Linked DNA regions of Macaca mulatta: region 1 is linked to region 2. A link is a contact called in public Hi-C data. All regions are on one chromosome and are shown on one strand. Each heading gives the region's core, a stretch centred on a gene start, on an enhancer-like site or on the middle of the called end of the contact. The rest is flanking DNA. Distances are from core to core; before and after follow the strand shown. Region 1 overlaps LOC106998839 (a long non-coding RNA gene). Region 2 has its middle 320 kb from the start of TMEM161B.

Region 1 (4,310 bases), core at 1,439-3,938, 450 kb after region 2:
GAATGTGTCAATAATGTGTAGATACTCTACCATTTAATATTAATTAAATTTTAAAAGATGGAAAAGAGATGAAAAGTTAAATTTAGGCACATTGTCTCTCATGTGCTGAACTTTTAGCTATCAATGTTGCCTTCTGTTTTGCATAATTAGAAGTGCATCCAAAGCCAGTCACTTTACTGTGTGTAAAATAAGGATAACAAGGATGCTAAGTCTCCCTGAGAAGGGTGTGAGTGGATCAATAATACATTATTGTTTAATTTTGACATTTGGCAGAAGAAACCATAAACTTTTACTCCTGTAATGTCAGTAATCTGAACTAATTTTCCTAGGCAATATTATTTGCAGATTGTTTTACTGAGTGAAACAAATAAGAATTTGAAAGACAAAGATGACCTGATTCTTAAACACTGGCTCCTAGTCTAAGAACCAAATTCTCTGAGTTGAATCCCAGAGTCCTTCACAATTGTACTGTCTACCCTGGCTTTTTAAAAAAGATTTTAAAAGGTAAGCTAGACGATTTCAAAACTGATGAAATTATGCCACCATTCTTATTTATATCTAATTCATGTTTTAATATATAGTCAGAAGTTTTAGTAGACCTAGAGTACAAAGAAGTGTTTACTTAAATCAGTTTCTAAACCAGTAGAAACTAACTTCCCCAGAATATTTTTGATGTAATCATTTTAAATCATTGTAATTAGAAGAACAATAAGATGACGAGAAACCAAGGCCCTCGGTTTTTCTGTATGGCTGTATCATCCAGCTTCATAAAGTTACTTAATGATGTATTTTAAAATACTGTTTATGTGAATGTAAACTTACCCTAATTATATACTAAGAAATGTAGTCCATTTGATTTTTTCCCATTCCTTGCCTCAAAAATCAAACCTGCTCTGTTTGGAAAAAGCTGAGGCTTCTGTGATATCATGGACCTTTTTATATTTCAGCAAGGAAGTGGAGGTCATGGAGTCAAAAATATCAAAATTTTCAGGACCCAAGTTATTGCTGTAAGGTTTTATCCTTTCCTTTGTGAAGGCTGATGCAGATGGATTTCTAGTTTCCTTTCGTTTCTGTCCTCTTGTCTATGTGTTTTCTTTATTTGTATAAATTGCATTGTCCTTTCTATAAGAATGTTTGAGCACACTGTCCCTGATAGATTCTCATTCTCACTCCTCTCAGCTTGTTTGAGATTTAGAATGGGGGTGCTTTTCCTTATTTTAAAAGCTTTGCAATTTTAACTCCGAGCCAAGACTGGTTTTCTATCCATCGGGACCTGCTCAAAGGTCACCCTCAAGATCATAAGCCATGTTCACATCCTTCTCATGGGAAAATGATAAAATAATATCCACAGGCATCTGATACTAGGGGCATGGCCTGGACGCACACCTTACCCTCTTCCCCTTGACCTCTCATCTGCCCTGAAGAATGAATACATCCATCCCCAAAGTTGATGCTTCGAAGTGACCAGTCAGATGCTAGCAGGTCAGCTGGCTATCCTCTTGGATAGAGGGTCCATAAATTAAAGAAATGTTGGTGTGGTTGAAAGAGGAAGGTAGTCCAGCCCAAGGGAAGCCACGTAAATCTCTCCTGGAGCTTTGTTCCCAGTAGGGAGTGGGGGTGAGAGTTGGGGTAGCTGGGGGCTGTGGGCTGTTATTAATGCCCTGGCCTCCTGCAGTGGGTGCTAACTTGTTGTGCATGAGAGCTGCCACCATCCTTCCCAAACATCGGGCGCTTGGAAAAGTCAAGCACAGTTGAGCCCTGATTTTCATTTAATAGTCAAAACCAAGATGCATTTGGGCTATGATGATAGGACAGCTCCCTTGAAAAGATTATTTGAACTACAAAGGCATTCATTTAGGGCTAGCAATGTTGCAAAAGGGCCCGCTAGAAATTAGCAGCCTGTCCTGGTATTTGGAGAGCAAGAGTGACAACTTATTGGAAGTTCTCAAGGAATCATTTATATTTCACACTCCACTAGGCAGCTGATTTGAGATTGTCTGTTAGCATAACAAAGGCTCTGAGCCTGTGAACTTCAGAAACCTTTCGACCTCTTAGCTGCTGGCATGAATAGCCCCCAGTCCTGCCTATAGAGATCTCCCAAAGCTCCCCTGTTCGTGGCTAAATTGTTAATCAGGGTAATTTAATATAGTTTTCAATATGCCTCATCTTATTGGGAAAGGTATTCACAGCTTCCCTACCCCTGAAAAAAAAAGTTCTTTTATTCAACTGTGAGAGGGGCAGCTGCAGACAGACCCCCATCCCTTGCTTCTCCCCCCAATCCTTCACAGCCGCAATGTTCTGAGCAGCAACCATAGAGAAGGGCCAGAAAGAGAAACTCAGAACGACGATCCGATCCCCTGGCATGCACTCCACCCTGAACCTGAAACTCCAGCCTATTTATGCTGGGAACCGCCAAAACAAAAACCCAAGGCTCAACCATAACTGAAACCTCAGAGTCACACACACACACACACACACACACACACACGCCACACCTCCTTCTCCACCCTCCCTTCACCAACACCCTTCCCCTCCCCCCTCATCTCCCAACTAAGCTTCTCTTGTGGTTCTGGACAAAACGCACCAGACCCCAAGGCCTGCTAATTTTCATTTCTCTCACTCTGTCCAGACAGCCCACACCGTCCTGCACGCTCCTTCACACAGTCACACTCGGCCTGGCCCCTGCATCCACTCCCAGTGTCATATACACTTGCTCTCGCCTGCTCCCTCGTACACTATCAATTCACATGTACATTAGTTAGCTGAAAAGAGCCGGAGCACAAATATATTCATTTTAATCCAGTTAAGACCTAAGAGGTCTCATAGGATATTATTCAATAGTTTGAAAACTAAGTATAAAACTCAGATTTTGCTACGCTGTCTCATCTCACAGAGGCCTACAGTATGCCTTTCTTTCACTTTATACCATGTATGTATTCTAAAAAAGTAAAATAAAAGCGAATAAAAAAACAATCACAAGCAAAATACCCAGCTTCCGGCAGGCACTATGCTCAAATATTATCTTTTTAATGACTGTTTCTAGCACCCATGTGCACATCAGAATAGCAATTTTATACAAAGAAAGGAAAAGTATGAAGTCACTAATTACATTTTTAAAAATTAAAAATAAAAGGATACAATCTCTTAAACTTATTTTCTCTTTCTTTTCCACGTGAGCATTTTAAGGCATCTCCAAAGCATATCTGAGTGTTTCTGGATTGCTTTGGTTGTGGTTTTCTGTGTAATTGGTGCTCTGTCTTTGTGCGAGTTGAGACTGTGTGTTGCTTCTTTCTGGAACAGCCATTTCTCGCTTGTGCCCCGTTTTGGTTGGTGTGTTTGTCTCTCAGCCTCCTGAAGTTGGATAAAGGCAGGATGTAGTGCCTGAAGTATTTTCTTTGATTTTTCTTTAGTTAGAGTAGTCCCTGATGGGGGTTGGGAGATTTCTTCACTCACTTGGGTTCCTAATCTAGAATCTCAAAACTGCTGGGAGGTGGGAGACCAATTTCTATTTACAGCATCAAGGAAAAGATTATTAAACCTCCCAAATCAGAAGTACAAACATAGATTTACACTTAATAAAACAAGACAAAACAAACAGCCCAGCTTCTTTCCCCAAATTTTTTTTTTTTGGAATTAAAAAAAGATTAAAATATAGGTTTACTGCCCAATTTTAATATCTAAGCAATGCCCAGAGGTGACATGTTAAAACAGAAAATAAAATAAATGTATCTGTGGTTATATTATATGGTAATCCTAAAGTCTGAATTTTCCTTTTTTAAAAAAAAAAGGAATCTGACAGTTTTAATTTCAACATTGTGGAAGTTTTTAGATTATAAATATTTTTGCCAATAATCTGTGTATTATTCATTTTAATCGTGTCCCTTTTGGTTTATTCGGTTTTGTAAGTAGTGATTTCCATTTTCTCAGTGTTTTAAACCAAAGTATTTTAAAAATATTAATTGATAGTTATTATAAATTTGTGGGTAAGTATGGCTGGTTTCTTTTATAAAGAGCCAAAACTATGAAGTTGTTCATATATAAATATCACAATTTCAACTTTCGTAAGGTGTTTAGAGTAAAAAAATTATGGCTTTAAGCACAAGAAAGAAAAAATACACAATTTGCCTTTTTTCAATGCTTTTGCTTAACATTTTTTTCATTAGGTTTTTTCCTCATTAGAATTTATGATCCATGTCGATCATTACACTTTCACGTCTCTGATTTCTGTTAAATTTTCTGACAGAGGCTAATAAATATAAGGGAGCAAAAAGGCCTATTTGCTTTCATCTAAGGTGCTGAATATTTTCAGG
Region 2 (4,282 bases), core at 1,278-3,777:
TAATATTATCAAAAGTTTCTAATGTGATATGAAGGCTTATTTGGAAAAAAAAACAGTTTAAGTTATTTTGGTGTGATTTCTTGGAAATAGTTTCTTTATAGGAACCAGGTGGTGACAAAGAAAGAGAAATTGGGCTTGAGAACATCACTGCTGAACTGGCTATGTAAATGGAAAATATTTCTCTCAGGTAAGTAATATACTGTATGAAATTTTTTAAATCCATTCTAAACAATTATGAATATTAATTAGCAGAGTTGAGATCTTTTTTATTTAGTACAGGCCTAGATAGCTATAGTCATTTAGATTTTTGTATAAGGAGAGCCACTATTAATAATATTTGTTTCCATAAATTGCTTTCATGGGAAAGTTACTATTAATGTGAGGTCGCTAAAGAATTTGAAAGCATAACTTTGTTTTGCTTTGAATTTATTGCTAAACAATACAGCTTGACATATATTTTGTGGCAATAAATGTAGGGAGTTGCATAAGTTAAGGGAACAGTTCTTTAGTGTTTACTAAAAAACTGTTACACTTCTTAAATGTGATGATATATCATTCAATAATCTACTTTATAAAATAATTTTGGGTTAAACCAAAAGCTCTCTTTCAATGTGGGAATAAGGATGTTACTTTGGGGTATCATAAGTAATGTACCTATTATAACTTTGAAGTCAAAGTAGACTTCTTTATCAAAACTTGTTTCTTGCAGAAGCCTGGCAAAAGAATCAAGTTGAGAGCAGAAAGAAATGTTTTAAAAAAAAAAAAAAAAAAAAAAAAAACACAATAGATTGTAAAGGATGTTACTTACTTTAAAAAAAAAAACAATTTCAAAATTCTGTAAGATTATCTAAAATATTATATTCGAATGGACTGCCACATTTTAATATTTATCTTAATGCAACATTTTATACACTGAAGAAATCTTTTTTCTTAAAGATGACATTATCAACAGTTTACAAAATGATTATGATTGCCTGAAGGGCTTGGCTTAGGAAATCTCATCCTGACATATATTACCTTACAGAAAAATAAATTTATCTCAATTGGCTCTTAATGTCAGCTGAAAAGGGGAACCATTTAAAATTAGCTGCCAGACACAAAAATGATCTTAGTTGAAATTAAAATATGTTTTCTAAAAAAGGCAAAGTGACAAAACTGACTTTGGGATAGAGCAACTTTTTAATACATTATATTTTATCTTAAATGTGGTACAGATTGTGTTTGTCAGAACCAGACTATTCCCATCTCCTTCTCTTTCAGTCCTCCACTCCAAGGGCTCAACCCCATGCTCTAATTCTTCAAATGATTTGAGATAAGAACTATTCTAATGTAAACTTCCACAGGGCCATTTGGAGCTCTGTGCAGAATCAATAAAATAAATTAGCTGAAGTAACAGCTGAACTAATCATGAGAATGTTTAAAATGATAAGAACTTGAATTACAGTTTTTTTAAGTGCCAATGGATTTAACTAACTACCATATGCTGTTCCATTTTGAGCAGCCAGGTCTAGTTATCAAGTCGCCTGTTGTCCAAGGTGAAGAAAGTCACGTGGAAGAGTTTCTGGGGCCAGTAATAAAAATTAGAAGATCCATAACACTTTGTGATCCCTTTCCAACACACTGTATAATCAAAAGATCAGATTTATCTTGAAACAAGAAAGAGAAAGTATTCCATTAAAAGAAAAACAAAAACTGTAGCTTCACTATATATCTTCCATAAAGAATGGATTTTCCTATATCGATATCACTAGAGTTTTTAAATTTCATTCTTATTTATGCTCTAATTAATCAAGATAACATAACCCATCCTAAAGTTAAGCTTTATCTAGACAACTTTTCTAATGTTTTCATTAACTTTCTTTAAATTGCCAGCATGGTGAAGATGTAATGTGTCACCTAGGCCCTTGTCTTTATTTCAGTCTGTAGTGGTGGAAGTCACAAAACTTACACACCGTATTATCCACTGCAATGAGAATACAGCTAGCCCCAAATCAAATGCTTTTCTTTCCTCAAAGCCTCAACAATGTTGCCCTCCCCCTCTATAAATTAGCAGTGTGTAGAAGGAGACTTGTCCACATTCTATAGATTATTTTAAGGAAAAGCTCCATCATCCATAATACATTTGGGCTTCTTTCTAGTTGAAGAGTTATAATTTTTTTTATTGATGGGTTATGAATATTGACACAGGAGATATTCATTGTTTATTGAAGGCTTGTTTACATAAAAGATCTTCACAGGCTACCCCCTAAGTCTAGAGGTCCTAAACCAGTGTCAGGGAGCTGTCTGGGTATTTTTTCCCACGTATTGCACTGCCATTCTACCAACAATAGAGGCCCATTAACGTTTGGCCCTTCAAGTTACTGCAGCCCAAGCCTCAGTGGCAGGACGTCTGCCCAATATGTAAAATAACAGAATGAATGGATTCCTTGGAAACAATGATAACAAGACCTGGCTGAGCTAACTGTGACAGCATGTGGTAATTTTCCAGCCCGCTGGCCCTGTAAAGGAAACTGGAACACAAAGCATAGACTGCGGGGCGGGCCGTCCTGAATAGCTGCAAACAAGTGCAGAATATCTGATGATGTCATACACACAGTTTGACAGATGGGGCTGGACAATTTTTCCCCCTTTAAACGTGTTCTTAACTATTTGTATTCCACTGGCTTCTCATTTGGGAAGTTCAATCCTGTAATCACCTGCTTGAAAGACAACAAACCTTGACTGTCATGTGCTTGATTCAAGTACCACTAGTTTTATGAAGAAAAATGATATCCATTATTAGTGGCTGAATGCTGAGGGGAGCAGTGGGGGAGAGGGTGTTGCTGTGGATTAATGCATCATCTCTGCTTTCAGCTGTGGGCCAGGTTTTGAGTCTAGCTCTGACTGAATCCTGCCATACACTTTGAATAGCATAATGAAGTATTGTTATTGCCTCAGTCTAGTCATTACATCAGGGAAACAGACATCTAAAGTTATCAAAACTGATTACTAGCTGAGCTTTTGTGTCCATAAAATAAATGCATTAAAAAGAAGGCTTTTTTGTTGTTGTTCTTATGGGTGTTCTATCAAGGTTGGATGTTTTAGTGTTTATAGCATTATGTGTCACTGTGTGTAAGTTCGTGTCAGGGTATATCCATAGTCAGCACTCTCCCAAAACATGCCCGTATGTGGATCTGCATGTGTGTGTGTTTAAGCTGGTGCATGGGAGACAGAGAAAATGAAGATTGACAACATTTATAAAAATGAGACACAACTCAATTAAAATTCACCAAAAATAGTAAATGAACCGGTGTACTCAGTTTAATTGTAATGATACAAGACTGTCTTTTTCTACCCTTCAAATAAGTAGCTGCTTTAGATCTCACATGTCTTCACCATTTTATTCATTTGGTTCTTTTTATTTACTTTTTAAAGAATTTATGTAAATATATGTAGGCTACAAAATAGGTCTCAGATACAGCCTGATTCTGTAATCTTTTCATCAAATAGCTAACCAAAGAGGGATAGCCAAAGGATTCTGTTTATGGAGAGGTGATATCTGTTCCACAGAAAAGCATGGTGCACTGCCTAGCCTATAGACACAAGAATAAAAGAAATAACATAAAAATAAAAATTAATGATTAAGTTTTACAAAACATCTTTTCAACTAGGAGAGCACCACACCCTAAACTACGGTCTTTCAGATTATATAAGGTTTACAGAAGCTATCCCAAACTTACCTTCCCCTGTCTTAACTAACATAGTTGTTGAGTAGGAAAATAAAAAGATGATACATGTAAGCAAGGGGAATTCTCGCTTTCACCCTTGAAGAATTGCTACTCTCCACTTACCTTTACCCACAACATCTACCAACATCTTTTAGATGTGAAGAGAAAACATATCCCTGATATCATCTACCATTTACCAGTTCACCTAGACATAATCAAACTATGCTTTGGTCATCTTTCATGCATTCATTCAATATATACCTTTATTCTGTGCAAAGACTCCAACTGGGATTGTGTTATCTCGTTAAATTCGGTGTAGGAAGAATTATTTGCACAATGCACATTTGCACCAGTGGCTGCTTCTCAACAGAAGAGTTGTGGTTAACAAGGAGCCAAAATCATCTATTCTTAGATTATACCTAAATTTGAGGGACTTGTAACTACCATAACTTATAATGAATGAGAAGCTCATCACAGGGCAGGTTGTTTATGAAGAGGAATTTGTCCCTGCTTCCCACATTTTCTGCTAACTAGCACCAAGAGCATCCCTCTACATGTTTACACCAGATGGAGGT

What was found. A called contact is a pair of places that touch in the nucleus more often than the background predicts.
Region 1: a Hi-C map of fetal cortex germinal zone shows a contact between it and region 2, with 5 times the contacts expected there. The contact joins two enhancer-like sites. A contact is called at or near these places in 2 of 14 Hi-C or Micro-C datasets (fetal cortex germinal zone and fetal cortical plate).

Annotation. Positions count from the first base shown.
Region 1 is chr6:94,817,308-94,821,617 of T2T-MMU8v2.0, forward strand. All of the region lies in intron 1 of LOC106998839 (a long non-coding RNA gene), which reads left to right. Among named protein-coding and RNA genes, the nearest start is that of TMEM161B, 130 kb to the left of the region's middle. Within about 2 kb of position 2,689, at least 14 of the 40 cell types and tissues checked have an H3K27ac peak or open chromatin away from gene starts, as enhancers often do. A contact at or near this core is called in fetal cortex germinal zone, where this site is marked.
Region 2 is chr6:94,368,359-94,372,640 of T2T-MMU8v2.0, forward strand. No RefSeq gene overlaps it. Among named protein-coding and RNA genes, the nearest start is that of TMEM161B, 320 kb to the right of the region's middle. Within about 2 kb of position 2,528, at least 13 of the 40 cell types and tissues checked have an H3K27ac peak or open chromatin away from gene starts, as enhancers often do. A contact at or near this core is called in fetal cortex germinal zone, where this site is marked.